Linked DNA regions of Rattus norvegicus: region 2 is linked to region 1. Evidence: chromatin contacts called from public Hi-C data. All regions are on one chromosome and are shown on one strand. Each heading gives the region's core, a stretch centred on a gene start, on an enhancer-like site or on the middle of the called end of the contact. The rest is flanking DNA. Distances are from core to core; before and after follow the strand shown. Region 1 holds the start of Meis1 (Meis homeobox 1). Region 2 has its middle 360 kb from the start of Meis1.

Region 1 (2,700 bases), core at 74-2,573:
TTCCATAACTCCAGCCCTACGACCACTTCTGACAGCGGGGGCCGGGGTGGGGGTAGAAAAAAAGAAAAAACCCAAAACCAAAAGAAAAAAGGAAAGAAAACCTCTAAGCTGGGTTTGCAGAACGCCCGGGCGACCGCTACCCCACGTTCTCGGGACTCCTGAGCTGAACCTTTTCCAATCCAGCACCAGCTCCTCTTCTTGCTCTGGCTTTGACTTTTCTTCTCCGGGAGTCTAGCAGAGAATCCAGTACTTTTGGCATCAACCCCCCACCCCGAAAAATACTGGCAGACCCCAATAATTTCGAGGAAAGTCTTGAAGTCTTTCATGAGCGGAGCACTGAGCGAATTAACTCCGGCATCTGCCTGCCCTACGTTTATTCCCGATTTATTTCAAGAGTCCGCTTTGGGAAGAGAGGCTGGAAGGGGACCTAAAGTCGGCGGGTCGGGAGCTGCAGCCTGCATTTGTGTGCATGTGCCTTGGGTGTGTGGTGTTAGTGCCTGGGCGTGCGAATTCATGGAGCGCCTTTCTGCCTCTCCAGTGCGGCCAGAGCTCGCTTCGCGCACCCACCCCTGCCGAGGAGCCTACTTGCTGCAGCCCAATGCATTGTGTAAGACGCGACCTGTTATGGCCACCACTACTTCCGGGTTCTAGCATTCTGGTCGGAATCCACCTCTCCGCCTGTGCAACACACACTTTACACACGCACGGCGACTGCAAGCGGGCAGCATCGATCGTGGCTCCTTTAAGACAAACTCAGACAGACATTTTTTTAACCCTCCTCTCTAATCTCCCTTCAGTGCAGCAGTTGCAAAGAGGGAGAGAGAAAGAGAAAGAGAGCGAGAGAAGAGAGAAACTGATTGGGAATTAGGACTGATTCAAGGAAAGCGGGCGCTAGGGCTTTGTGCATTTGAATATTAACATTTGAGGTGTTCTGACCAGAAGAAGACAGAACGGATGATCATTCATTCACCACGTTGACAACCTCGCCTGTGATTGACAGCTGGAGTGGCAGAAAGCCATGAGATTTGGTAGTTGGTTCTGAGGGGCGCTCTTTTTTTTCTTTTTCTTTTCTTTTCTTTCTTTTTTTTTAACTGATTTTTTTGGGGGGGAAGAGAAGATCTGCTTTTTTTTCCCTCCCACTGCTGTCTTGGTGGAACCAGAGCGCTTTTATGCTCAGCGACGCGGGCGCCTTGCTTCAGGTCCGGTAGACCGAAGATCTGGGACCAGTAATTCACACTGCTGGAGACGCAAAGGGATTTTTTTGTTACTGTTGTGCTTTATTTTTTTTTCCGAGGGAGTTTGCATATTTGTTTCTTTTCACACTGGCCTTAAAGAGGATATATTAGAAGTTGAAGAAGGAAGGGAGGCAGAGAGGCCGATGGCGCAAAGGGTACGTATTAAAAACAATTGTGGAACTCAAATGTGAGATTAAATTGAAACGTGGCTGAAAGACACTGTTGCTAAGTTTCCTCTTTCCTTTCTCTCTTTTTGAATGAGGTTCCTAAAGCCGCGGCCTAAATCGACAGGTTTACTTAATGCATTTGTAGCCTTATGCATGTTACTCGTGGGTTATTAATTCAAGTGATCAAGTAGTCTATAGATTCCTAGCCAACAGCTATATAAATAAAAATACAAGCCCGAGGAATCACCTGTTTTAAAAGGAAAGAAAGAGGAGGGGGAAATGCTACATATCCAGTGCTGTAATTTAAGCATTTAGGGACCAAAAGTTTAAAGCTACGTTTAATTAAAATGAGCAGCTGGGAACTTTAGCGTTATTATCGATTATGCACATCTTTAATATCATTAGAAGTAGGTAGCATTTTTAGATAAGGAATGTCCTGGTGTAGTGGAGTTTTGGTTGGAAAAACATTCCTCTTTTAAAAGTAATTTTAATTTGCATGGGTTTTTATGCAAGATAATAAGTTTGCAGATTTTTTTTCTTAGCTAAGTTCTTTACCACTTAGATACTAAACACAGAGCTACTCAGTTTAAAAATGCAATCCTAATTTCCCCAATATTCCTATTTGAATGGAAATGCCTTGAAAGTAAACTGAGACAATGACGGGCCGGCTGAGGTGGCTTCTTAAAAGAAAAGGGTCTACAAAAAGGCTGCCTTGCATAATTTGTGTCTTGGCCCTCAAAGCCCCTTTTGGGAAAGAAAGTTACTGGAGGACACATTTTTTTCTTTCTTCTCTCAGTTCAGGCAAATGTCAGGATTCTCCCAAACTCTTCACACCTCTGTCTTTCAGAGGATGAAAGTGGCAGTTCTTTGGAAATCATTTCCTTCTCCCCATTTCCAAATCTTAGAAAAGAAACTTGCCTGGAATAAAACAGAAAAATTGAAATAGCTGAATTTATCACAGACAGTCAAGGCAATCAATTTGAAAGCAGCCCCATCCCCCAGATTTTCATGTGTGTTTTGCTTTTGAGTCTGTTTAAAAAAAAAAACTAACATGTAACTATTGCTTCCTGGACTCTTACTCTAGGGAGAAAGTTTGTGAGGGTAAAAAAAAAATATAAAACAACATTAGTTGCTTCCTTTATAGCTTTTATTTAAGTTTGGAAATAATGTTGCCCAGTTGTATGTTCAGCTGTAAAAGGCAACAAGCTGCCTTATGCACACTTCAGTATAACATATATGGGGGGGGGGTCGTTTTGTATAATTTAGCAGAGTTTGGGGAACCAAGGCAAACTCAGTGT
Region 2 (2,700 bases), core at 54-2,553, 360 kb before region 1:
TCCAGGCATTTACTCCGTATGCCTCAGGGTCCAGGTAAAATGTTGGCTTGGGTGGCTGATTTGAAACCTGAGCCTCCCACACATCTGCTGTGGACACTGACTGCGGCAGAGAAAGTGACTTCTCTTCAAGTTTTATTTGGGTCATAAAAATTCATGCTGTGTACCACCTCTTTCAGAATCCGTTCCATTAAATGTGGCTAGGTCCAGAGTACACTCTGGAGGAAGCCAGGAAGCACATTAAAATGCTTAGTCTATGACACACTTCCTTATTTTTGTCATTTTGACATTTATGTGTTGTTTCATTAGGGATTTTTAAGAGAAGACCCCTTTTCGGCAAGAAGTTTTCCCCAGATCGCCATAAGAAGCCATAGTTTATAATCAAACAGCTGTCTGGGTTGCATGTCAGCTGAGCTCGACCACCTGCTGGCGGTTAACCTCTGGAAGGTTATTATGAGACAATTGTTGTTGTTGTTTGTTTAAAAAGTTTCAGAGCTTAAGGAAAATATTAGTAATGAGTGACTTAACCTGTACTGTTTACTGTTCTTCCCCTCAACTTGCAGATGGCGTTCCAGTGGCCAGAGGGAGGATTTCACTAAAGCCAACACTATTTTGCACTTGTTTTGGAGACAAACCATAAAAATAGGCTTGGCAGCAAGGAGTCTGCCCTGGAGGAGGGGCGGGCAGCATTGCAAAAGCCCTTTAAAAGGAAATAACCGTTTGTGGTGACTGGATGCACATGTACCATCTCAGCGCGGCCCTTGGATTCCACACGTGGTCCATGTTAAGCTGAGGTCTGGCAGAGCCGCCCACCTTCTGAGCAAGTGTGTTTCAGCCACGGCATTCTGGAGTTTGCCATCTGTTTTCTTCACTTCCCTGCTCATCCCTCTAACCAGTGGGGGAGACGGCTGCGAGTTCTCTCAGACAGCCACCGGGGGATAATTTTCTAAGTCCTATAAAACCCTGTCTCTGTACATCTTTCTGTATGAACCGATTACAAGGTGACCCGCCTCTCCCCGCTAGTCTATGGGGTCTGAATGCCCTTTGTAGAGGGGGGAATGGCTTTTTGTGGTGAAATTAGGGACAGCCAAGGATAGCAACTAGCAGGATAAGATATTCTGTGAAGGTCAGAACCCTATTCTCAGTGTCTAGAAAAGTGACTAGCTTATGGTGGGCACTCTCTAAATATTAAGTGAATGAATACCAACACCACTATCTTCTCCTGCTTCTCCTCCTCCTGCTGCCCCTCCTCCTCCTGCTCCTCCTCCTGCTCCTCCTCCTGCTGCCCCTCCTCCTGCTGCCTCTCCTCCTCCTGCTCCTCCTCCTGCTGCCCCTTCTCCTGCTGCCCCTCCTCCTCTTGCTCCTCCTCCTCTTGCTCCTCCTCCCCCTCCTGCTGCTCCTCCTCCTCCTCCTCCCCTCCTTTACTGTCTGCTTCCTTGTTTATCATCACTCTAGTAACGGAGACAGTGGTTAGGAAACGTGGTTGACTCTCAGCATTCACATCACAAAAGTGTCAAAATCCTTTCTGGCCATGAATTTCAGAACATTTAGGGTTGACTATTTGGGCAAAAGCCTGCAGCAGCTGACCCACAAAGCCAAAGAAGATGAAGGAGGGGACTCTGACTTGAGTCTGACGCAACCGTATGGCTCTCACTCTGTGTCTCTGGGCAAGTTAATTTGCCTTTCTGATCCTTCACTTCTTCTGGTATAAAGTGGAATAAGACCAGGTTTCCTACAGGGCTTTGTGTTGCTCTGTGAAGGGAAAGCCTGGCCCAGAAGAGGGGCCATGCTTACTACTGTTACTAATGGAATGTGTTACCCCTCTACGAATATAATTGTAGCACTGCTATGGTTATTATATCACCTCTTTCTCACACTCACGTCAGAGAAACGTCCCACCATCCACAGCGTTTTGTGGCAGAACCGCACAGGTTTGGCCAGTTCTGGCCCCTCTCCCAGTAACTGAATAGCTAAGGGCCACTCGTTTGGCTTCTGAGCTTGGCCGTTTCCTTGTGTAAAGTCAGAGAATCAGTTTCGCTGACGGTACCTGGTGGAGAAAATTTGGGAGCTATACGCTTTTCACATCCAGTGGCCTTGTAGAACTTTTACTCGTTTTACAGATAAGCAGTGCGCAGGTCCCCGGTTCTGCTGGTAAATATTTAAGAGCTCATTGTTTGGCGCCCATTGTTCTGTTTGGCTCATTTCACCTCCGCAAGTATGACGCAATCGCCATGCCCCACCTTGAGCTAAAGGCAGCTGTAGGTGCTCACCTCGGGGGAGCTTTGACTGTGTTCCTGGAGCTCAGCTACCTTTGTGACACTGAAGTCCCGGTATGCTAACTTTGTTCCGTGTTCCATATGGATACCTCAAGACAAAGATGGTGGAGACCGGTCAGAGCTGGTAGGCCCTTGCTGCTTGCCTCTGTGAAGGACTCCATGCGTAAGTTGTGCTGGAGCCGTCCAAGGAGAACTTGAGGTTGGGACCTCCACTCTTTCCTATCTCGGCTCTTGCAAATGACAATGAACTCTGATCTTCTCTTACGAGTATCCCGAGAGTCTTTCCGGCCACTGTGATGCCATGGCTAGACTGCTGAACAAGAGTTCCCACGTCGCTTCTAATGAGTAGATGGAGGGTGCCCATGATACTGCCATTGTAGCTGCTAAGTCAATGCTTATCTAAAGAACGAGTATTGAAGAAATGCAA

The links. A called contact is a pair of places that touch in the nucleus more often than the background predicts.
Region 2: a contact with region 1 is called in a Hi-C map of psoas muscle, with 2.5 times the contacts expected there. The contact joins the enhancer-like site here to the promoter of Meis1 in region 1. A contact is called at or near these places in 2 of 12 Hi-C or Micro-C datasets (kidney and psoas muscle) and 1 of 1 datasets of contacts at active chromatin or transcription factors (oligodendrocytes).

What each region holds. Positions count from the first base shown.
Region 1 is chr14:97,493,706-97,496,405 of GRCr8, reverse strand. It overlaps Meis1 (Meis homeobox 1), which reads left to right and starts at 1,323. Exons shown (of 13, transcript NM_001134702.1): 1 at 1,323-1,390. The coding sequence starts at 1,379.
Region 2 is chr14:97,856,749-97,859,448 of GRCr8, reverse strand. No RefSeq gene overlaps it. Among named protein-coding and RNA genes, the nearest start is that of Meis1, 360 kb to the right of the region's middle. Within about 2 kb of position 1,303, at least 15 of the 93 cell types and tissues checked have an H3K27ac peak or open chromatin away from gene starts, as enhancers often do.